2 separate regions of the Rattus norvegicus genome follow, and region 1 is linked to region 2. A link is a contact called in public Hi-C data. All regions are on one chromosome and are shown on one strand. The core of a region is the stretch at or near the end of the contact, and the rest is flanking DNA. Distances in the headings are between cores, read along the strand shown.

Evidence for each region. A called contact is a pair of places that touch in the nucleus more often than the background predicts.
Region 1: a contact with region 2 is called in a Hi-C map of Schwann cells, with 6 times the contacts expected there. The contact joins the enhancer-like site here to the promoter of Or2c1 in region 2. A contact is called at or near these places in 3 of 12 Hi-C or Micro-C datasets (Schwann cells, frontal cortex and liver).

What each region holds. Positions count from the first base shown.
Region 1 is chr10:12,220,192-12,224,556 of GRCr8, reverse strand. No RefSeq gene overlaps it. Among named protein-coding and RNA genes, the nearest start is that of Or2c1, 32 kb to the right of the region's middle. Within about 2 kb of position 1,341, at least 6 of the 93 cell types and tissues checked have an H3K27ac peak or open chromatin away from gene starts, as enhancers often do. A contact at or near this core is called in Schwann cells, where this site is marked.
Region 2 is chr10:12,187,431-12,192,072 of GRCr8, reverse strand. Or2c1 (olfactory receptor family 2 subfamily C member 1) reads left to right here and starts at 1,881. Exons shown (of 1, transcript NM_001000493.1): 1 at 1,881-2,819. The coding sequence starts at 1,881. The coding sequence ends at 2,819.

The sequences.
Region 1 (4,365 bases), core at 92-2,591, 33 kb before region 2:
ATCCCTTGTCCTCAACTGCCAGGTCCTCAGACTCAGCCCATGTGGTCCATGACTGCTTACACCTGTCTGTTACTCCAGCTCCCAGGGGAACGGGCAGCTTCTGGCTTCAGAGCATTCAGGCGCACATACTGTTCAGTCTCCTTATTCATGTACTTTAAAAGAAAACAAAATAATTTAAAAGTAAACTTAGACCTGGGTGACTCCCCGCTGCCTGTAACTCCAGACCTCGGGGATCTGATGTGTGCAGGCACAGACACACGCTGTAAGGGTTTTTCCGTCACAAAGGATAGAGGGTGAAAGGTCCAAGCCCATTTCAGGGTTTGAAAACGGACCAAAACCCAACAATCCCTAAGCACGACACCCCACTACCTTAGTCAGGGTCTCTATTTCTGTGAAGAGATGCCATGACCGTGGCAATTCTTATAAAGGAAAACATCTCATTGGCTGGCTTACTGTTCAGAGGTTTAGTCCATTGTCATCATGGTGGCATGCGGGCAGACGTGGTACTGGAGAGGTGGCTGGGAGTTCTACATCTGGGTCCAAAGGCAGCAGGAAAAGAGTCACTCGAGGCCTGGCTTGAGCTTCTGAAACCTCAAAGCCTACCTACCCCCACTGATACACTTCCCCCAACAAGGCCACACCTCCAGTAATGCCACTCCCTGTGAGTCTGTGGGGGCCCATTTTCACTCAGACCACTCCACCCGCCAATCCCTGAGCATGAAATCCCACCAAATCCTTGGGCTTGCTCCAAGCTCAGGACTTGAAATATCACCAATCCCCACCCTAGAAATTGTCATCCCAGAACAGTACCCCCCTGAATACCCATATACGCATTTCTCTTTCTCAGTTCCCTGCTGCTTCCTGACCATGCAGAAGCAGCTACCTTCTTGTGCCTTTCCTGATAAACCTCTTGTGTGAGGGTTGTTGTGTGATGTGACTTTGTGGCTTTTGTTGGCTCCCAAACCAGGATACATTTCCCTTCAGAGCTGTCACACTTCACTGGGGAATTCTTCTACCTCAGAGCTGCAGCACCTCCACTGGAGAAGCCTCTCCACTCAGAGCTGCAACACCTTCACCGGGGAAGTCTTTCCCCTCGGAGCCCTAAGATTTACAAAGGTGTCCTGGTGATAGGAACCAAGAAATACCACAAAGTCACACCGCACCACAAGCCTCACACAAGAGATTGGTTGGGGAGAACCACAAGGCAGCTGCCTCTGAATGGGAAGAGCGACAGCAGAGCGCTGTTGGAGGGGCTTTTGTACGGTTTTTGGAACATTCACAGTGAACCGGGGCAGAAGTACGGCACAACCAGAAGTATTGTTTGGCCATGAAAGCTGAGTCATAGGGGCAAAGATTTCCAAGTCCCAGGAGCTGTGTTTGGGTCAAGACAAGGTCAGGTCCCTAGGCTCTGGCCTGAGGCTTGGGGTCAAGTCAGGGGCAGGGTGTTCTTTCCCTGCCTCCTGTTCCTTGTGTGTCTCCCTTTTGTGTTTATTATTGATAACTAATTGGTTTTGTAGAGAACAAGATAACTGCTTCCTGCTGAAACGAGGGCGTTGCTGTCAGGGCCGGGCAAGGCTGGAATGCTACTCAAAGGCTGTGAGAGAGATCAAACAGTGGGGATTGTCAGAAGCATCTGTTTGCTGGCCCAGCAGCAAACAGGGACAATGTGACAGGGACATTGTGACAGGGAGCAGTCACATTGGCTGGACTGGTTTATGTCTGCTTTGAGTCAGTCCAGGGCTCAGAGCCACTTGGAAGAGTTCGTAGCCCGCAGCTGGTTTCTGGAGGGTGTCTGTCAGCCATATAGAAATCAGACTCATGCAGATACGGACTAAGAGCAGAAGTTTAGGAACTTGAAGGAAAATCATACATTTGGACCTTTCGGACTCATAGTCCTGGTATTTGTGGGAGGGGGAGGGGAATCCAAAGACCCGGGGAGAGAGAGCTCACACCCTCAGGAAAGAGCAGGGGGCAGGGGACAGAAGCAGTACTTAATGACAGCAAGAGGTGGATCCAAGTCGTACGACTGACTCCCTTGACTCTCTAAGGCTTGCATGAAGTTTTTGTTTACAAGAGATAAACGTTTTAGATATATTATTAATTTGTAATGTGTTCTAAAATCCACATTATAGAAAAAGCAGGCGTCCTGCTTTGAGCCATAGCAGAGGCTTTGAGTCAAAAAGCTTGCACATTTTTCCTTTGTCCACAGGGCTGGGCATACAGATTGGACAGAGATGTTTTTAGCAGTATGAAAAGCACCGTAAGTCTATACTTAGAAGACAACCAGAGGAAATTTTAAATCTTGGGCTTGTGACTGATAAGAGTAATCAGGGCTTTATCGGTTTATCAGAGCCCTATTGATCAATATTAAAAGTCAGAACCTTCACCTTTGAGGGGGAAAGAAATCCGAATCATTTCCATCGCCTTAGATGACTTTCTTGTAACCTTACAACTTGTATTTACCCACCTTCAAACAACAGCTCTCACCTCCTCAGACACTTTCCTAGACCCTCAAAATTCACCTAAATTTTCACATTTTCCATCTAACATTTACCAGAGACACAAGTAATTATTTCTGAGAGCAGTCGTTGCAAAGCAAGTTCCTTTAAGTCCTTTTGTCTTGTGTTATTCTCCTTTCTTTTCTGCAGGCAAGTGACCCACCTGATATGAAACAGGGATTCCGAAGGAAAACTTTAAACAAACGTGCTTGTATTTAGAAAAGTAGGAGTCATGACCCAAGTCCAGAGCCAGCTTTCTAATGAAGTGGAATAGAATAAAACAGCTTTCATATTACCCACACTCAAAAGACCTTTGAATCCCTGATAAACTGAATCCAGTGACCAGAAGGCCCAGAGATAAATTCTGAGCCCTGGATATCAAAGCAACCAGGACGTGCAGCATTCATAGTGATGACTGGTGGCTGCTGGTGGAAAAGAAAGCAGAAACATAGAACACAGAAAGCTCATACACTCAAAGGAGAACAGTCAAAAATGAAACATGAAGTTTCCACCATCATCCGTACATTCAGCTGAGCCTGACCTGTTCCCATCTCAGCCTCCATGTTTACCACAGGACTTAAAGACACACCAGAAAACACAGACCCATCTTCACACACAGACAGACAGACAAAACTTTCCAACCAGCCAGAACCAGGCAGATGGGTGACATCTTGCTTTTTGCCCTGGATGTGAGTGAAAGAGTTTTATAGTTGGGTGATGAGAGGGTGGTGATGCTTGGCTATAAAGGGGTTTGGAGTGTCCCATACTTGGGATGCACCAGGGAGGCTGACAAGGCAAAGGTATGCCCAATTGTGTAATTCAGAGAAGGAGGAGGGGAATGGTTGGTGAGCCTAGAGTCAAGCGGATCAAGAGAGTAAAGGACACATAGGCTCCCATTTTGACTAGGTGGTCCCTTCCCAGCAATGGGACAGGACAAGTTGCTACCAGTAGGAAGGAGTGGGTAAGGGGGATAACTAAAGATACAGCTGAGTAGTGGTCTTTGATGAGGTTGGTAAGGCTGTCCCCCTCCTAGGACACTAGAAGAATGAGGAGAGATAGGTCCCTAAAACTCCATTAGGACCAGGTAGGTGACCCTGTTGTCCAAGAAGAACAGAGATTGGTTGCCCTGATACCATGATGATTACCCAGAGCTCCCTGTAAGAGATGGCAGTGGTCAGGCCAAGGGAGACCACACCGCCTCAGTTGTCCGTGGCTATGCCCAAGAGGTCAGCTAGAGAACAATCTGGGCCTGGTGTCCCCACACTGTGAGGGCCCTGGGAGCAGTCAACAGCACAATGTCCCTTTTGGTGGCACCTTGGACATGGTTGAAGTGGCTTGTGAGGGTTTGGGCATGGGAAAGTCCCAGGATCCTTCCTGATCACTTTGAAGCAGGGATCTAGAGGTCAGGGAGCCTGGACAGTTGCTATGGCCAGGTGAAAGGCCTGAGCCAACACCAGGGCCTTTTCATCTCGCCTATAGCACACCTCAAAGGCCACCACGAAGACTTCTGCCTGTGGAGTCAGGGGTCCCCTCTCTAGGCATTTAAGTTTGGCCCTAGTGTCAGGGGCACCCTGGAAGGAGTAAATCACACAGAACTGTTTCCCTGTGGAGTCTTGGGACGCAGACTGGTATATTATAAAGGAGGGCCTTTGTAAGGAGGTCCAGGAATTGAACAGATTTTGGTGTCAATGTGTGTCCTGAATGACCTCTTGGATTTTTTTCCTAATTTACCATTTTGGTGGGGGGTTGCCTTACGGAGAGTGAGAGCAGCCAGGAGGCAAGATATAAATTGGTCTCTGGCTGAAATGCCCCCCAGGATATTGGGATCCTGGTTGGGAACCATCTCCACCCAACTAGGTGGGCACCA
Region 2 (4,642 bases), core at 632-3,131:
GAGTTCAATCCCCAGCACCTAAATAAAAAGCCAAGTGTGGGGGCTGGAGAGATGGCTCAGTGGTTAAGAGCACCGACTGCTCTTCCTGAGGTCCTGAGTTCAAATCCCAGCAACCACATGGTGGCTCACAACCATCTGTTGTGCATGAGATCTGATGCCCTCTTCTGGTGTGTCTGAAGGCAGCTACAGTGTACTCATATACAATAAAATAAAATCTTTAAAAAAAAAAAAAGCCAGGTGTGGTCTGTCAAGAAGTTAGATGTGACAGTACACCATGTAACCCCAGGACTGGGCAGGGCTCGGAGACAGGTGGCTCCCTGAGGTTGATGGCCAGCCAGCTCGACTTAATCAACGAGCCCAGGTCACCATAATTTAAAAAATAAAAAAGCAAGGACTACCACTTCTGAGTAGTAACACCTAAGGTTGACTTCTGTACACACACACACACACACACACACACACACACACACACACACAGTGCACAAAGAAAGGAGATGTTAATTGGCCTGTTATTGACAAGGCTGTTTGCTGCTTTTGAGATGTTAAGAATGGCTCCTTGGTTTAGCAGTAAACAGTGTAGACTTTAATTTCCATGACTATGGACACATGTAAAGTGTTTTAACTTCCTTACAGGAAACCCACCTTCATCTTCCACACGTTTTACTTAAGCTTTCTTGGCACGTGTGTTTTATTTGTATTTGTGTCTTCTTCACTGACAAATTCATGCCTCTTGTATATAGTGAATATTCAGTCTTCTTGTTAGTCTTTTAAATTTATTTTTATTTTTATTTTATGTGCGTGTGTGTGCGCGCGCGCGTGTGTGTGTGTGTGTGTGTGTGTGTGTGTGTGTGTGTGTGTGTGTATGCGCGCGCACCACATGCATGCAGTGCCCATGGAGGGCAGGAGAAGGCATCAGACTCACTGACGTTTGAGTTACAGTTGTGAGCCTCCGGGTGGATGCTGGGAACTGAACCCTGGTCCTCTGGGAGAGCAACCAAAGCTCTCAACAGCTGAGCATCTCTCCAGCTCCCTGCCATCTCGTTGTTCTGTGATTCGATAGACACGTGATGATCTTTCCAGACCAGGAGTTTCAATGCAAGAAGAGAAGACTATCAAGGACTGAGAAAAGACATTTCTTTCAAGATTTTATGTTTTGATGGGCATGGTGACACATGCCTTTAGTCTCAATACTCAGAAAACAGAGGAGGTGGAATCTCCGTTAAGGCTAGCTTGGTCTACACAGCAACTTCCAATCTGGCTTAGAATGTATAACGAGAACCTGCCTCAAAAAAAAAAAAAAAGACTTTTTAAAAATGATGTATACAGGAATTTGGGGTGGTATGTTCACATCTGTGAAGTTGCCAGAAGTGTGTGTCAGCCCCTGGAGCTGGTCTTATAGGCTGTTGCAAGAAAAGATCAGTGAGAACCAAAAATGGATTCTGTGCAAGAGCAGCCTGTGCTCTTAACTGCTGAGCCGTCTCTCAAGCCCGTGGGGGTTGGGGGGGGGGGGCGTCTATCAGTAACTTCTGCGGAGATTTTCCAAATTCACTTCTCAGAGCATAGAGAAACTTGGCTGAGGAAACTGGTGTTTTGAGAAGGTCGGTATCTAATCTAACTTGCCAGCTCCCCTCTGACCTGTCGCCCTAACTGTAGTCCGTCCTCACAAGACACTCCTTTCATCTCTGTGCTAGGTCCCTTTTGATATCCCAGCTCAACTGACAGCCAGGGATTGCATGAAAGCCGCGGCCAGAAAGGGCGGATTGGTCTTCAACTGCGGAGCCTGAAGAGCATTCTGGTCGCAGGTTCGGCAGTAGCCCCCTCCTCGCTTGTCTGCCCTGGAGATTTTCAGAGCAGACTTCCAGTGACCCGGGCAGCCGGCGATGGAGGTGGGCAGCAACATCTCTTCTGGGAGCTTCATTCTGATGGGTATCTCCAACCATCCCCAGTTGGAGATCATCTTTTTTGTTGTCATCCTGTCCTCTTACTTGTTGACGCTGGTTGGGAACTTGACCATCATCCTGCTTTCCCGCCTCGATGCGCGGCTCCACACGCCCATGTACTTCTTCCTCAGCAACCTCTCTTCCCTGGACCTGGCTTTTACTACCAGTTCAGTCCCTCAGATGCTGAAAAATTTATGGGGGCCAGACAAGACAATCAGCTATGGTGGGTGTGTGACTCAACTGTATGTTTTCCTTTGGCTGGGGGCTACTGAGTGCATTCTGCTCGTGGTAATGGCATTTGATCGGTATGTGGCAGTTTGTCGGCCCCTGCACTACATGACCGTCATGAATCCTCGGCTCTGCTGGGTGCTGGCTGCTATTAGCTGGTTGGGTGGCTTAGGCAACTCCGTGATTCAGTCAACATTCACTCTGCAGCTCCCGTTTTGCGGACACCGGAAGGTGGACAACTTCCTGTGTGAGGTACCCGCCATGATTAAATTGGCCTGTGGGGACACGAGTCTCAATGAGGCTGTGCTCAATGGTGTTTGTACCTTCTTCACTGCGGTCCCGCTAAGCATCATCCTGGTCTCTTACTGCTTCATTGCCCAGGCCGTGATGAAGATCCGCTCTGTGGAGGGACGGCGGAAGGCCTTCAATACATGCGTCTCCCACTTGGTGGTAGTGTTTCTCTTCTATGGCTCTGCTATCTATGGGTATCTGCTTCCAGCTAAGAGCAGTAATCAGGACCAGGGAAAATTCATTTCTCTCTTCTACTCTGTGGTCACGCCCATGGTGAACCCGCTCATCTATACTCTAAGGAATAAAGAAGTGAAGGGGGCCCTGGGAAGACTGCTGGGGAAAGGAAGAGGAGCCAGCTGAGGAAAACACAATCTTCTCCATCACTTACTGCCTCTTGCATTCTTTTTATGAGGGGTTCCATCATCAGTAAAGCCAAGGCGTGTTCCTGACAATACAACACTTTTGGAAGATGGTTAGTGTTACTCGAAACCTTGTTTATTTTCCAGAAATACTACTGTGTGCACCACAGATAACAGGGCAGGTATGTATCGTAGTGGGTCCAGGGACTATTGACCTAGCACAGATCTCTCTCACGGTCCCTGACTCTTAGGTCCACGTTATGTATTATAACATAATCCCGCTGAATTTTTATTTTCTAAGGAAAGAAACGTGACGTTTCTTGTATAATTTTGCTATAACTCCATGAATTCACGCAGGCAGTATCAACCTCAGATGGAAATAGAATTCATCTTGGCATCTTAACCGTCCATCATCGTGGTCCAGTTCTCTGTCTCTTCTCAACACTGCAGGCTAACTATTCGTGCTTCCCACCTCCCTCTCACCTGATTACCCTTTTCTGTATGTCTGCATCCAAGTTTACCTTCTACCCAATGTGATAATTAGTGAGAAATTTAGGCAAGGCCATTTGCCTGTCAATGCTAACCCAAAATGTCTTCGTCTGACTTTATTTGAATCGTTGCCGCTAACAGCCAGAGTCATCCGGTTTGCGACCAGTCTTCTCAGTGGATTGTGGGATATGCTATGACTTCTCAAGCAAGTTTAGGAGGGTAGTCTGTCCGTTAAGCATGTCCTCTGCCTCAAGTTTTAGTCTTCCAGCACTACTGTCCCAGAAACCCAGCAATCTATTTAGGGAAAAACTTACCTCAAGAAACTTGTGTGTTGGCACCTTAACACCTACATTGTAGTACAACCAATTTAAGCCTATCCCGGACTAGCTTACAAATAAATGACACTCGGACTATGGTTATCTTCAATCTATTCTTCTAACTGCTGGCTTTGCTACCTCCCCAGCCATGTACCCCAGATTCTTGCTGTTTTTTCTGGTCATGTGCTCAGGTCCATTTCCCCTCGTGATGACTTCTTCATCTCTATCATGCTTCCTCCTCTGTCTCTACCTTAGTATATACTTCAACTTAACTTATAATCTTTCATAAAATTTCTTCTAAGAATTCTCTCCAGTTTTTATTTTCCTTTTCTTCTATCTTCTTGTATTATCTTAAATGACTCTGCTCATTAATAGAATGACTTTTAAAAAAGCTCATACAATTCACACACCCTTTCCCCTATCAGAAGCCACCCTAACATGGGACAGTTGCTCAGTGGCTACATTATTAGAAAAAAGAAAATCAATAGGTTTTAGGAGTCATTTCAAAGGATCTTCAGCTCCGTTTCCATATCTGTTATTTATTTGCACACCTGTTACAAAGTCTATGCTTGGTGATTGCTAGTGAGTGAAATTATACTAAGTGTTATCCATCACCTTCTTATGGTAAGAACCAACCGCTCCATGCAGACCATTTCACATTTGCTGGTTTGGGTTGTCTTGTCCCTTGGATAGAATGGAACAAACGATGATACATTTTTCCCTTCCAATTTTTCGTAATTCCCCTAATATTATCCTAGCCTAAATTTGTTTCTCCAGTTCAGATCAAAGTCACAACTTAGTTTCCCAAGTCTCCGGGATGAGCCAACTAGCAGTACCTTGGTGATCTCGTCAAAGTATATCATCTTGAAGGCACAAAATGCCAATCAGCACACTCAGATTAGATCAGATCAGATCAGATCAGGTTCTCGGAGACAAGCTTTTGATGCCCAAGCTCCTGCAATTAATCTGGAAGCAGAGTGTGGCTGGCTCATGGGAGTCGTAATTACAAATAGACAGG